Linked DNA regions of Mus musculus: all the other regions are linked to region 5. The links are chromatin contacts, called in public HiChIP or PLAC-seq and promoter capture Hi-C maps. All regions are on one chromosome and are shown on one strand. Each heading gives the region's core, a stretch centred on a gene start, on an enhancer-like site or on the middle of the called end of the contact. The rest is flanking DNA. Distances are from core to core; before and after follow the strand shown. Region 1 holds the start of Tnfrsf21 (tumor necrosis factor receptor superfamily, member 21). Region 2 has its middle 56 kb from the start of Cd2ap. Region 3 has its middle 33 kb from the start of Cd2ap. Region 4 holds the start of Cyp39a1 (cytochrome P450, family 39, subfamily a, polypeptide 1). Region 5 holds the start of 9130008F23Rik (RIKEN cDNA 9130008F23 gene).

The links. Promoter capture Hi-C pulls out the DNA fragments that hold promoters and counts their contacts. HiChIP or PLAC-seq counts read pairs in DNA pulled down with a chosen protein or histone mark.
Region 1: a contact with region 5 is called in a promoter capture Hi-C map of the C10 cell line, with 6 times the contacts expected there. The contact joins the promoter of Tnfrsf21 here to the promoter of 9130008F23Rik in region 5. A contact is called at or near these places in 3 of 39 promoter capture datasets (the C10 cell line, cranial neural crest and liver) and 1 of 115 datasets of contacts at active chromatin or transcription factors (astrocytes).
Region 2: a contact with region 5 is called in an H3K27ac HiChIP or PLAC-seq map of extraembryonic endoderm stem cells, with 10 times the contacts expected there. The contact joins the enhancer-like site here to the promoter of 9130008F23Rik in region 5. A contact is called at or near these places in 3 of 39 promoter capture datasets (cranial neural crest, hippocampal neurons and stem cell-derived epiblast-like cells) and 3 of 115 datasets of contacts at active chromatin or transcription factors (bone marrow-derived dendritic cells, differentiating embryonic stem cells and extraembryonic endoderm stem cells).
Region 3: a promoter capture Hi-C map of liver shows a contact between it and region 5, with 4 times the contacts expected there. The contact joins the enhancer-like site here to the promoter of 9130008F23Rik in region 5. A contact is called at or near these places in 3 of 39 promoter capture datasets (cranial neural crest, hippocampal neurons and liver) and 1 of 115 datasets of contacts at active chromatin or transcription factors (bone marrow-derived dendritic cells).
Region 4: a contact with region 5 is called in a promoter capture Hi-C map of 3T3-L1-derived adipocytes, with 3 times the contacts expected there. The contact joins the promoter of Cyp39a1 here to the promoter of 9130008F23Rik in region 5. A contact is called at or near these places in 3 of 39 promoter capture datasets (3T3-L1-derived adipocytes, the C10 cell line and liver).

The regions. Positions count from the first base shown.
Region 1 is chr17:43,015,116-43,017,815 of GRCm38.p6, forward strand. Tnfrsf21 (tumor necrosis factor receptor superfamily, member 21) reads left to right here and starts at 1,440. Exons shown (of 6, transcript NM_178589.3): 1 at 1,440-1,977. The coding sequence starts at 1,882.
Region 2 is chr17:42,930,615-42,933,314 of GRCm38.p6, forward strand. No RefSeq gene overlaps it. Among named protein-coding and RNA genes, the nearest start is that of Cd2ap, 56 kb to the left of the region's middle. Within about 2 kb of position 1,442, at least 22 of the 459 cell types and tissues checked have an H3K27ac peak or open chromatin away from gene starts, as enhancers often do. A contact at or near this core is called in extraembryonic endoderm stem cells, where this site is marked.
Region 3 is chr17:42,908,162-42,910,861 of GRCm38.p6, forward strand. No RefSeq gene overlaps it. Among named protein-coding and RNA genes, the nearest start is that of Cd2ap, 33 kb to the left of the region's middle. Within about 2 kb of position 1,405, at least 83 of the 459 cell types and tissues checked have an H3K27ac peak or open chromatin away from gene starts, as enhancers often do. A contact at or near this core is called in liver, where this site is marked.
Region 4 is chr17:43,666,032-43,668,731 of GRCm38.p6, forward strand. It overlaps Cyp39a1 (cytochrome P450, family 39, subfamily a, polypeptide 1), which reads left to right and starts at 1,341. Exons shown (of 12, transcript NM_018887.4): 1 at 1,341-1,763. The coding sequence starts at 1,578. It overlaps Slc25a27 (solute carrier family 25, member 27), which reads right to left and starts at 1,183. Exons shown (of 9, transcript NM_001357122.1): 1 at 869-1,183. The coding sequence starts at 971.
Region 5 is chr17:40,879,161-40,881,860 of GRCm38.p6, forward strand. It overlaps 9130008F23Rik (RIKEN cDNA 9130008F23 gene), which reads right to left and starts at 1,398. Exons shown (of 2, transcript NM_027834.3): 1 at 620-1,398. The coding sequence starts at 1,376. The coding sequence ends at 831.

The DNA.
Region 1 (2,700 bases), core at 190-2,689, 2.1 Mb after region 5:
TTAAACAGAAAGACCTTTGATTGTGGTGGCCAATAATTTGAAGTTTTGAAGAATTAATTGGCCCTATTATACATGAAGACATAGTAATCCCCCTTCACTTTTGGAAGCCTCGGAGAGAGTTTGAGAATTTCAAGTTGAAATATCACCCCCTTTCACAAAATTCTGTATTTAAGGATAGTATTTTTCAGAATTTAAAAAAATTTTTTACTGGAAACTTAATATTACAGCATTCCCCTTCAGGGTTTATGGTCAAGCTTTTTTAAATATATGTTTTATTTCTTTAACTGGCAGATGTTTGAAAGATGAGAGTAGGATTAATCCTCATATTAATTTTTAAATACATCTCATTCTTCCAAAGAATGCCGAGAAAAAGAACCAACTCTCCATGTAGTAACTGGCAAGGAAGGAAATAGGGCTCCTACCATGGCAACTCCCTGTCAGGGATGCTTAGTGTTGTTTCTGTCCAGGTTCCTCACTGCTGAGAACAAATAGCCAACAATACTGAGAGACGGGGAGGTTTCTTCTGGCTAACAGTTTCAGGGATACAGTTATTGCAGGAGAGGAGAGGAGAGGAGAGGAGAGGAGAGGAGAGGAGAGGAGAGGAGAGGAGAGGAGAGGAGAGGAGAGGAGAGGAGAGGAGGCAGCTGGTTAAACCGGGTCTGCAGTCAGGAAGCAGGGGAGCCACACATAAATGCCGAGACTACACTTGCTTTTTCCTTTTGCTCCACTGTGAGAACACAGCAGACCTCAAAACACAGCAGTTTGGGAACCAACACACACGTCTCTTTGTGTCTGGCAATTGATGTAAGCTCCATGGTTTTTGCTTTTTTTCTAGCTCCTTTAATTGATTGATTGATTGATTGATTGATTGATTGATTTCTGAGACTGGATTTTGCTCTGTAAGCCAGGCTTGTGTAGAACTCCAATTTTGGCTGGCCTGGAATTGGAGAAGTTCATATTCTCATTATACAGAGTGCTTAATGGCACCGTTATGCTCAGGTCATTCATTCATTCATTCATTCATTCATGCATGCATGCATGCATGCATGCATGAGATAGGAGTTTTCTGTGTAGCTCAGAATTTCCCTCCAACTTCAAATTCTCCTTCCTCAGCTTTCCTGGCAATGAAAATACAGGCCTGCGCCATTATGCGCAAGTTATATTGGCTGTTGTTAATATTTATGTTAGGAAAAGAAAATAGTCTCTGTTTTACATACAATCTACTTGGAATCATTTTTTTTTTTTAAAGTTAAGTCGGGGTGAGGGGTGTGTGCAGGTTAACAAGCAAACGCAATTCCTCCAGCTAACGCCAAGGGGCACCCTCTCCTTCCCCTCGGTTTCTGGAGCGCCTTGAGTTCTTTCCATCTGCACAAAGAGCCCGGCCTCCTCCCGGGTGACATCACAAAGGGTCGTTCTCCGCCCCTTCGGCGCCACCACGTGTGTCCCCGAGCTGAGTGGCCATCCGACTCAGTCCCTCGCCGGCCGGTCTAGGCAGCGGAGGAGGCGAGTGCTTGATAGTGGCTGGAAGCTTCGCTATGGGAAGTCGCTCTTTAGCACTGTCGCGGCTAGCCCTGCTCTCTGGTTCTCCGCAGCCGCTGTCGTTGGAGAGCACCGGGAGGCGCGGGTTGCGAGCGCGCCTGCTTCTCACCGCCCGGGCGCCAGCGCCCCTGGGCAGGTGCTGAGCGCCTTTCGGAGCCTCCCCTGCTGCCTCCCTCTTCCGCCTGGGTGCCTGGCTGCTGCAGTGCACATGGGCTGCTGGAGGTAGATGGGCTCACCGCCCGTGAGGCGGCGGTGGATGCGGCGCTGGGCAGAAACAGCCACCAATTCCAGCTGCCGTGGGGCCGAGCGCCCCGGGCGCCGCTGCGAGCCCCGAGCTCGGCCATGGGGACCCGGGCAAGCAGCATCACCGCCCTCGCCTCTTGCAGCCGCACCGCCGGCCAAGTCGGAGCCACGATGGTCGCCGGCTCTCTTCTCCTGGTGAGCGATAGGAGGGGACCCTAGGGTGGCGGCTACGTTCGAGCCTGTGTCCGGGAGCCGGGCGGGTCCTCGGGCCCGTAGTGCCGGAGGCGCGCGGTGGGACCAGACGGGTTGGAAGGGTTGGTTACAAGGCAATAGCCAGACCGAGGAGGACTCCTACTAGATCGTGTGTGTGTGTGTGTGTGTGTGTGTGTGTGTGTGTGTGTGTGTGGTGAGCTAAGGCTAGTGAGTGTTAAAGAATTATTTTTCTTGCAATCTGGCTGCTTGAAGGAGGCGCGAGAGGTGTCCGCCTCGAGGTCCTGCGCATTTTTGGGTTTTTGCCCCCGACTCGGCCTATCTCGCACCCCAACACCCAGCCTCACCCCAATATCATTCGCTGCCAGACCCTCGGCGCGGTGCGAGGCCCGAGTAGTCCTGTCAGTAGCCAGCTGCCGGTTGTGGCCGCTCCTTTGTCGCTACTGCAATGTCATGTCCGGATGCTACCGCAGTGGAGACAGCCGGATCGGTGCGCTCCGGACGCGAGCAACCGCTGCATGCTTCCGCGCGCGAAGCTTTCCGGAGTAGGGCGCAGGCCACCCCTTGCTTCAGCTTCCTTGCTTCTCTCCTCCCTCTTAGTTCAGATGGGTCCTGATTTCTGCAAGCCAAAAGAAGAAGAAGAAGAAGGAGCCCGGGTGGGTGGTGGGGGTGGGGTGGGAGGGGGAGGAGGAGAAGAAGGACCCAGAG
Region 2 (2,700 bases), core at 192-2,691, 2.1 Mb after region 5:
GGTGTGGGACAGCAGTTAGAGGTTCTAGACAGCAGCCCCGCAGCCTGGAATTAAACCTTGTGGACGGTGGTGCTACATCATCTGCCCGTGCCAATTGTGGATGTCAACAAGACAGAGGAAAGAAAGACAAGGAAAATCACGGGGAGGTGGAAAGGGGAAGCACCTATCTCCCATGGGAACTTGGAAAGGGAAAGGACCCCTCCCTCCAACGTCTGGTGGAATTTCCCAAGGGCCAAGAGGCAAGCATTAGAACCTCACACAATTAACATTTTCTGAGAAGGGTGTCAACAAAGAGGTCATACTCCTTTAATAAATAAATACTTCAAGCTGGGCATGGTGGCGCATGCTTTAATCCCATCACTTGGGAGGCAGAAGTAGGCGGATTTCTGAGTTCGAGGCCAGCCTGGTCTACAAAGTGAGTTCCAGAGCTATACAGAGAAACCCTGTCTCGAAAAACCAAAAATAAATAAAATGAAATAATAAATAAATACTTCATGTCAAAAACACAATGACCCACCCAGGCTTACAGCCTTAAATGTCTTTGGTTGACTTGTTTGTGTGTGTGTGTGTGTGTGTGTGTGTTACCTTGGGAGGGCCTCACTCCTTTCCCCAGACATCTTTGTTTGGGGAGACTTTGTTTACAGTAAAGGTATCCCATCTGTAGCCTTATCAAGTACCTCCCTCAGAAACACACACACACACACAGAGAGAGAGAGAGACAGAGAGAGAGAGAGAGAGACTGAAACATGTGAGCAGGTACCCACAGATGATGTTGGGAACTGAACTTGGGTCTTCTACAAGAGCTGCAAATACACTGACATGAGTTATTGCCAGCCCTCTCCATTGTAGCTGCCGACTAGAAAGATAGCAGATAACATTTTATTGCAGTAAAGAACAGAAAAAGGCCCAGAATGAGTCTGATGACAGGTTCATAGGTAAGGCAGGGGATCAATTCCTAGTGTTGTCTTTGGAGGCTGACTTTTTTTGTTTGTTTGTTTTTCGAGACAGGGTTTCTCTGTATAGCCCTGGCTGTCCTGGAACTCACTTTGTAGACCAGGCTGACCTCGAACTCAGAAATCCGCCTGCCTCTGCCTCCCAAGTGCTGGGATTAAAGGCGTGCGCCACCACGCCCGGCCCGGAGGGTGACAGTTTTGAGAAACAGTTACTGGCAAAGCCAGTTTAAGGCCAATTTAAATTGGAGGAGGGTGCCCAACAATGAGAACCTTTCCAGAACGTGATGGACTTACATCATGAAAACCTGCCTCACAGGCAACTCCACGGTAACTGAATACAGTCCTGAGCAGGATGTTCATTAGGCTTCCCTTATGAGGACATAAATGGAAAACTACTGGATGTGCAAAGTGAATCACACAGGGCTATCAGATACAGAGACATAATAGCATACTGTTTGTGTCACAAGGCGCTCGCTCTTGATTCCCTGTGGCTCCCCAGTTCTTGTGATCTCAGAGGAAAGACTTCAGATAAGACACACAAAGCTCAGTGTAGGAGACCCATAAGATTTGTTACAGAGTAATGGTGAGAGAGGATGGTGGCCATAGGGACCATTGGGAGGCCGTATTCTCTAAGGAGAAAAAGATAATGGCTAGAGAGACCACTGGGCAGAACTGTATGTTTAGGCAGCTTTATGCTGCTTCCAGAAGTGTCTGAGCCCTACAGTCTTTCCTGGGGGACATTTTCCTATCCAGGTGATTGACAGGGTCATGGAATGAACTCCCAAAGTCAGGGACAATGATGCGTCTTTGTTCATTACCAGGAATCCTCCTGCTTAAGAGTAATCACAAAATGTTCCTGGCAATTCATAATGTCATGTCTCTCCACCCAGGGCCTGAGATAAAACTCAGATTTCATTCTTTTGACAAAAAAAAAAAAATTATGTACCAGAGCAGATTAAAGGACATTAAAGAGATGGGATTGGGTAGAAAACTCAACGGTTAAGAGGAAGTTCTGCTCTTGCAGAATTGGGTACCCTATACCCATAATTGGACAGCTCAAAATTGCCTCTACCTCCAGCTTCAGGGAATCTGACCACCTGATCTGGGTACCTGCCTTCATGTACACCACACACACACACACACACACACACACACACACGCGCGCGCACACACACGCACACATGTGTACACATGAATACATACACACCACACACACACACACCACACACACACATACCCCACACACGCACACATGTGTACACATGAGTACATACACACACACACGTGTACACATGAGTACACACACACACACACACACAACTTCAAAAACAAAAATACATCTTTAAAAATAAGCTGGACATGTTGGCATACAGCTTGAATCCCAGCATTCCAGAGGCAGAGGCAGGTGGGTCTCTGTGAGTTTCAGGCCAATCTGGTGGACATAGCAAGTTTCAGGACTAAAAAAAAAAGTGATAGACTAAAAAAAGAAAGAAAGAAAGAAAGAAAGAAAGAAAGAAAGAAAGAAAGAAAGAAAGAAAGAAAGAGAGAGAGAGAGAAAGAAAGAATGAATGAAAGAGAGAGAGAGGAAGGAAGAGAGAGAGAGAGAGGGAGAGAGAGAGAGAGAGAGAGAGAGAGAGAGAGAGAGAGAAAGGAAGGAAGGAAGGAAGGAAGGAAGAAGCAATAAAGACAGAAAAAAAGGAAATACAAGAAAAAAATTATAATTTATAAAAGTAGCCTTGGGACATCA
Region 3 (2,700 bases), core at 155-2,654, 2.0 Mb after region 5:
AGAGTATGTTCCAGGACAGCCAGGGCTACACAGAGAAACCCTGTCTCGGAAAAACCAAAAATAAATAAATAAATAAATAAATAAATAAGTAAATAACCTGCTTTCCAATATATCTCAGGGTCACTAGCCCAGGGCTGGCATTGTCCCCAGTGGGCTGGGCCTACCCACATCAATCATTAATCAAGAAAATGCCCTGTAGACTTGCCTGTGGGCCAATATGATAAGGAAACATTTTCTTAATTGAAGTTCCTCTTGCCAGGGAACATGTCTATGTTTGTGTCTAGCCAACAAAAAGTAACCAGATTAGAAATTGTTTATTTGTTTATAGAAATCCTCTCGTGTTGTCCAGGCTGCTATCAAAAGTCTCTCTCACTTAGGATGGTCTTGAACTCCTGAGTCTCTTCCTCCATCTCCCAAATGTCGGGAGTTGGCACAGATCAATTCATTCTGGAGATAGTCCCCCAATAGAAATAGAAAAGCCGTTTTCTGAATCAAAATTTAGAGAGGAGGAAATGATAATACCAGAGGCATATGGGCAGTAACCACAGACACCTATCAAACCTTTATCAGACAGCTCTTCACTGGGCAGGCTGGGCCATAAATCACAGCACATTCTGTTGTCTCTAGTGGGAGGTGGGTAAGAATTGCATTCTGGGACTTTTCCCTCTGCAGTGCTCTTGAGATTCAGCCTCAGTTGTGGTCCTTTATAAACTCACATCACAGGACAAGCCTCTGGACTCCCATAGGCTAAAAGAACCAAGCAGGAAAGGCTGCCCCACCCTAGGTGAGCAGAGAGAGCACTGTGCACAGGCACACATCTGTGGACTTCCCTTTTATAGCATGGGAGAGATGCCTCCACGGGTAGGGATGGGAGACCACGATTTTTTTTCTTTCTTATTGTGTCAACGAGAGTGACAACCCTTTGTTACTGAGCCAGAAAAGGCTTTCAAGATGAAGTAGCACACGCGCACACACACTGTAGAAAAGTCACCCGCTAAAGTTAATCATTGACCAGACCCAAGAATGCAACCTTCCCTGCTCTCAGCAATACCCACAGGTACCTGTGGAAGTCAGCGTATGCCCCAGCGATTCCACTAAGAATTCACTGGGTGTGGAGGAAGAAACTACTTAACTTCAGGTTGTAATCTGACCCATGACTGACCAGAAACCGGACTCCAACAAAGGATGTGCTGCAAGGCTCTGTATTAGATACACACTCCTCCAGAGATGAGGCGGGTGGGGGTGGGGGTGGGAGTGGGGGTGGGAGTGGGGATGGGGGTGGGGGTGGGGATGGGGATGGGGGTGGGGGTGGGAGTAGGGCGGAGCCAGGAGAAGGATGACCAATCTGGGGCAGAAAGTCCAGGCTCTCAGTGACTCAGGCTTGCCTCAGACTGACTGTAGGAATGTTGACTGCTGGTGATTTTCCTAACCCTGTGATGTCTGTGGTAACAATTTCGCCTGGTCAAGACGTCTCCCTTCGGGGCTAGCTAGATGACCTAGTATGTGAAGTTCCTTGCGGCCAAGTCTGATGACCTAATGACCTGAGTCGAGTGCTCAGAACTCACACGGTAGAAGGCGAGGCAACTCTGGAAGTTGTCTTCCTACTTGCCACTTGAATACCATGGCGTGAGCACCCAGCCCTCACACAATAAATCAATAAATGTGAAAAATAAAATGTAAAGGTAGAAGAAAACTCCCTTTATCCTTTGTGGTGACGTATGCCTGTAATCCCAATCCCTGGGGGAGGTCATTACAGGAGGATCAGGGGTTTAAAGGCCTGTCACTGAGGCAAAGCCAGACTAATGCTGGTCACTGATGCATAGTCAGACTAATGACGTTTCCAAAAATCATAATAGGGTTAGGGAGACCCCTCAGCTGGAGAGAGCTATTTCTGTGTAAGCTTGAAGACCCAAATTTGAATCTCTAGCACACATTTAAAAAATGTATTGTCTCAAACACCAAGATCAGGAGAGTCGGCTCAGTGATACAGTACTCGCCTAGCTTATATATGCATGGCCTTTGGTACGGTCTATAACAAAACAGACACGCACATCCAAAGATGGCCGCCAACAGCCATGGTGAATTTAAGACTACTGTTTCTGAGGTGAGGTATTCTATGTAGTACACCAAAACCTCCTGATTGGTTCACCTATTTATTTCAAGATAGTCCAACCCTAGCCAACCTGGAACTGTCTTTGCTCAGCAGGCTGACCTAAATTTATATGGATCGTCTTGCCTCTGCGTCGCAAGAGATGGGATTGCCGGGCCACTACCTTGCCTAGCTAAGCTGTTGAGATCCTGCATGGAGCTGGGGACAAGGAGGCAGGGATTCAGACTTCTCACTTGGTTCCCACGCTTCTGTCGTTGCTGCTGCTGCTGCTGGTGACAGGAAACTCCAGGATCCCTTCTGTACTGCCTGGGTTTGTGTGTCAGCTCAACCCAGGTAGAGTCATCAGAGAGGGAGGAGCCTCACTTGAGGAAATGCCTCCATGAGATCTAGCTGTAAGGCACTTTGTCAACTATGATCTATGGGGGAGAGCCCAACCCCTGGTGGGTGGAGCCATTCTGGGCCTGGTAGTACTGGGTTCTTGTAAGAAAGCAGAGAGCTAGAGAGATGGCCCAGTCGCTAAGAGCACTGGCTGCTCTTGCCAAGGAGCCAGGCTCATTTCCCAACACCCACAGTTCACAGTCATGTGTGAC
Region 4 (2,700 bases), core at 91-2,590, 2.8 Mb after region 5:
CTGTTTATTTACTTATTTATTTATTTGTTGTTGTTGTTTGTTTCTTTGAACTCACTTAGGCAGATGGATCTGTCTTGTTTTGTTTTGTTCCTATAATGTTCTTGGAACACACAGAAATAGCTTCTCTGCAACAGGCAGCAGCTGTAAATAAATGTCTTTCTCTGCATGTGCCACCCCCCACCCGCCACCCCACTGAGCCTGGAAGAAGGCCACACTGGGGTTTTTTGCAATTGTATATCCAGGACCCACTACTGCATCAACTGGAATAATGCTGCCCCTACCTTGCATTTACCACATATAAAAATTACTTCTCAGAATTCCCCTTAACGGGTATAGGCTCAGAGAAGTGATGTGGCTGACTGGCATTAAGCAAATGTTCCAGAGGGATGGTTAACAATTGGAGTCCCTCAAGGTAGGACTCACTGTCCCCCTTCCCCCAACTCAAATCTTAAAGACTCCCGAGGCAGCATAAGACTATAAACCACAAAAAACGATCCCAGGGAGGATGAAAAAGAAAAAAACAAACCAAAACCAAACCAAAAAACTGTGAACAAATGGATTATGGTTCTATAAAGGTCATCCTTACGAAAGGGGAAATGTTTCCTAGAGAGGTATAGGGCTCATGAAGAGCCCAAGAGTACTCACTCAGGCATAAGACAACATCCCTGGGGATGGGAAGACAAGGACCCTGGACACCTCCAATCCACGCTCCTCCCGAAGCTGGCCTACTGGGCACCTGACCACATCCTTGCGAGGGTCCAACCTCTGAAGATGCACTCCAGCCAGGAGTGAGGCTGCCCGCCCATCCCTCCCCCAGCACGATGCCGCAGCCACTCGCTGGGGAGGCCGAGGCGGGGGCGGCCGGTACCTAGCTCGGCCACGGTTGCGGCGCAGCCGGACAGTAGGAACTTGCTCGTCCGGGGCCATCTCTGCGTGAGCGGCAGCAGCTTCTCCTCCTCGGCGATAGGCATTCAGCAGCAAGTCAGGACCACTGGGCACCGCTGGTCGCCTGGGAACCTGCCACCCTGCCGGCGCCGCCCCTTTTCAGCCCGAGAGAGGTCAGGTCAGGACCATGTGCCTTTATTACGCTCTGCAAAGGCGCCGCCCGCCTGGTAGCTGGACCGGTCCGGCGGCCTCAGGTGCTGAAAAACAAAGCCGCACCCAAGAGGCTTCTGGGAAATGTAGTTCTTGGGGGCTCAGCGACTTCTCTGATTGGCTGGTAGCTAGGCGCCCGCTGCAAACAGCTAGTTTACTCGAGCTCCGCCGCCTCAGGATGTGTTCCCGCCTCCTCCGTCCCAGCCCAGCCCAGCCCAGTTCAAATCAAAGCTTTTTTTTTTTTTTTTTTTTTTTTTTTTTTTCTCATAATTTGAAAGCCGTGGGAAGGTGGAAGATAGCCACAATGCAAAAATCACACAAAAACTGGGGCGGGGCAAAGGAACCACAGTTACGCAAGAGAATTTGTTTAAAAAGTTTCTCGGCTCAGAGTTTGCAAAACTGGGCGCATTTTCCTCAGTCGGCGGGGGACTAGGAGATTCCCCTGGAGAAGGACGTTTTCAAACGTCTGTTGATTCTGGAAGATGGGCATTATGGAGTTATTCTCACCAATAGCAATCGCCGTTCTGGGAAGCTGTGTTCTTTTCTTATTCTCTCGGTTGAAGAATTTGCTTGGACCCCCGTGCATCCAAGGCTGGATTCCCTGGATTGGAGCTGGACTTGAGTTTGGGAAAGCCCCTCTTGAATTTATAGAAAAAGCAAGAATCAAGGTATGTAGCAGTGACAGGGAGTTTGGAGGGAGGTAGTATTTCCTTTTCTAATTTTTCTTTTATTAAACTCAGTGTTGGAACATTGGGCATACACATACTTCCGGCAATTCGTCTACTCTGTTTCTCTACATACCTTGTTGGAAATAGTCAGGTCTTTTGACTGTTAGTAATTCCCTGCAGTTAATTCTAAGTGGGTGTTTATTAACATTGCAGATGTAAGCTTGTAGTTTGGGGGCGGCGACAGAAGAGTTTCCATGATTTCAGTTTGTGAAAACGAGTAATAAATTTGTATCACAAGTAGAGGTAACTCTACGATTTTATAAAACTTGATTTGCTAAATTGATCTTTACAGATTAAAAGCTCCCCAATATTCTTTCTTTCTCTCCCCATCCCTACCACCAGATACTATTTTATTGGTGAGTTCCTCCCTCCCTTATTCCCTGCCCTGAGGAAATAAGTAATGGATTCCACTGTAAGGGTTTTTTTTTTTTTTTTTTTTCCCATAAAGCAGCTACTGAATGTTGAACAGTTTAGAGAAGGCACTTTTACTGGCTGGCCTTTTAATTTCTATTCATATTTTGGCGGCCAAGATCTTACTGTGGTTTTGGTTGGGAAGCCAGCATGGTGGATGAAGTGCTTTCTGCAGCAACCACAAAAACCTGAGTCCATACCTCAACCCCTCCAGGTTCAGTGAGAGAGGCTTTGTCTCAAAAACTGAGGTGGAGGGCCAGCAAGAGGGCTCGGTGGGTAAAGGTGTCTGCTGCCAAGCCTGGCATCTTGAGACTGAACCTTAGAACCCACATGGTGGAAGGAGAGAATCAGCTCTCTCAGATTGTTCTCAGACCCCCACATGGGCGCTGTGATACACACATGCCCATATTCCATGTAAACACAATATATGAATAATATTTTCTTATCATTTAGTATTTCTTCTAGC
Region 5 (2,700 bases), core at 148-2,647:
AAAGCTCTTAAAACCACAGAGCCATCTTTCCAGTCCTTAACTATAAATCTTAGAAGGGTAAATAAAATATCTAATAGAAAGAAAAGAAAAAAAAAGAATAGGGAATATAACCATTTATGACATCTTGCATACAACATGTCTACCTTTCTTATTAAATCGTAAGCTAAGTAAGATGCCCTCTGCAATAAAGCCCTGTTAAATTGCATTTTACGAGCAAAGCACAGATCAACCTACCAAAGTGCCCCAGTCTCTCTTTGCCTCACTCCTTTTCTTCTTAACATGGAAATATGATGGACCAGAATAGAAACTGCACACCAGTAGAGTACTAGAAACATTTTGCTTCACCTCCTTATCATTTTGTTTTCCGTTAAAAAAAAAAAAATGTTCTTTATGGATTTCAAAACAAAGACCCTCTCTACATCCACTCTACACACCACACATCCCAAAGAGAAGACCTCAAACTTCTGCTTTTGGCCGCTCAACGGGAACGAGGGATGCAGACAGACAACTCAAGTAGCTATCAAAATGCCAACAAGCAAACTGACTAAAGTTTTGCGCTTTCAAACTCCCATTTACCACCAATGTAAACAAACAAACAAACAAACAAACAAAAGAATACCTTTTCTTCTCCTTAATCATTGTGAGACACTCAAGCCACAGAGAACATCTCAAGCAGCTTAAAATTTGTTCTTCAAGCATTTTCCCCCGCAACCACTGTCCTGGAACATTTCTCAGGCTCCAGAGATCTGTGTGTTTAACGTCCTTCGAGCATCAGGTCCTTGGCGATAGGATAGGGGTTTGGCTGTGGCTCCGGTGCCCCATAAGCTGTGTCACTCCCTCTCCCTCTGTGTCCGAAAGGTGACTGCGGTCACAGAACGCTCCTCGGTCCTCGTGGTCATACTCCCCTTGGTCCATGCGGTCCACAGCACCTCCTGTGTCACCTGGTAATCCACGACCCGCACCAACAGGGACCTGGGTGTGTTTTCGGGGTCCTCGGGCTGGGCCCCCGGGGCCGTGGCAATGCGCCTGCGGGAAAGCTTTGGTTTCCGTTTGGAATCGTAGTGGTCTCCAATCGTCGGGGGAAGGTTCTCGCTGTCCACCAGCCCTGCGCAAGCAGAGTCCGCCTGTGTTCCCAACCACCTCTCCGGGTGCAGAAGAAAGAGCACTTTCTCTCTGACCCAGGACTGGCAATCCAAATTCTTTCCCTTCTGCTTTCTCAAGTTCCCACTTGCTATTGATTGGGCACTTCCCGCCTCCGCCAGCGCAGGATTAGGGGAGCCAGAATCCAAGGGTGGCCCACACCCCTCCCGGCGCGGAGAGCACTCAGAGCGCCCTTGGGGTCTGCCCAGCTCCATCCCGGAGGGTAGATAGTTCATGCGTCCACGTTTCTTCAGTTCTGGGAGGAAAACTCCAGCTAAACTCGGAGGGCGGTGCAAGCACTGGGTGTGGCTTGAGCGAGGCACTGACTAGAGGAGCAGCCTGAGGCCACACTGCGAATTTCCGCCTCCTATCTTGGTTTACTTTCAGTCTTTAGACCTTATTGATCTCCACCCACTTCAAACACAGTCTTAGATCCTCTTTTCCCATCCCTAGGACTTAGCCGCGATTCTTTTATGATATATTTGGCTCCAGCCCAAACTGCCTAGTGAGGTCTCCATTCTTTTTTTTCCAAAACTGAAAGTATGGGTGCTAATGACCTTCCCAAATTCTCAAAGCATTATTTCTTATTTTGTATCTGCGGCTGTTTAAGCATGAAGGAACAAGTAAGCTTGATTTTTATTTTTAAATTTTTATTTTATTTTACTTTTTGAGACCGTTTCTCTGTATAGCCCCTAGTATCCACCCTGTAGACCATGCTAGCCTGGAACTCACAGAGATCTGCCAGCCTCTGCCTCTGAATGCTGGGATTAAAGGCTTGCACCACTACCAGGCAACATTCGTTTGGTTTTTAATCATCTGATTTAATTAAAGTCTTCTGAAAAGAATACTTTTTCATTTGAGAAAAGGTCTCAAGCTGTAGTGCTGGTTGGCCTGGGACTCACTGGCTAGCTTGACTGTCCTTGAACTCCTTGGAAAGCCCACTTCCCCAGCAAGAATGTGTGCTAGAAAAGATTTCCTGTCCACTTTAAATCCTTCCATCCTCTATGGTACCTCTAGGTCTATGGAATGATCTCTCAGGATCATTCCTGGAACAGTTCAAGTCTTAGGGAACAGGGCTGTGAGTTCATACTTTTGCTTTGGAACACTAGGATCTGTGGGGACAGGGGTCACCTTTGTCTGTGTTTTAGTTGTCATCATCACATGTCTGGAAAAGGGGCCTAGTGCTTTGACTTGAAACAAACTTCTAGAACAGAACCAAAACAAACAAGAACAAATCACTAAAAGGCGCTTCAGAGTTTACGTTCTTGTGCCTTTGTAGGTCCCCCTCCCATTCGACATGAGCTTCCCTTTTAATCTCATGATAACAAACACATACATATGTTCCTATGTGTGCATTTACCTCTAAGCTTATGGATATGCCTATGCCACAATAGTCTATGCCTGAAGTTCATGGAGAACACTAGTCAATAGGAGAAAAGACTCTTATGTGTCCGTTCCAGTCCATCCTTGGTAGTAGCTGTTTGTTTTACTGGAAAATGCTGTTTTCCTGTCTGGTTTAGCAAAATGATTTAGCCATGATTGTGAGTATTTCTGCTCTTA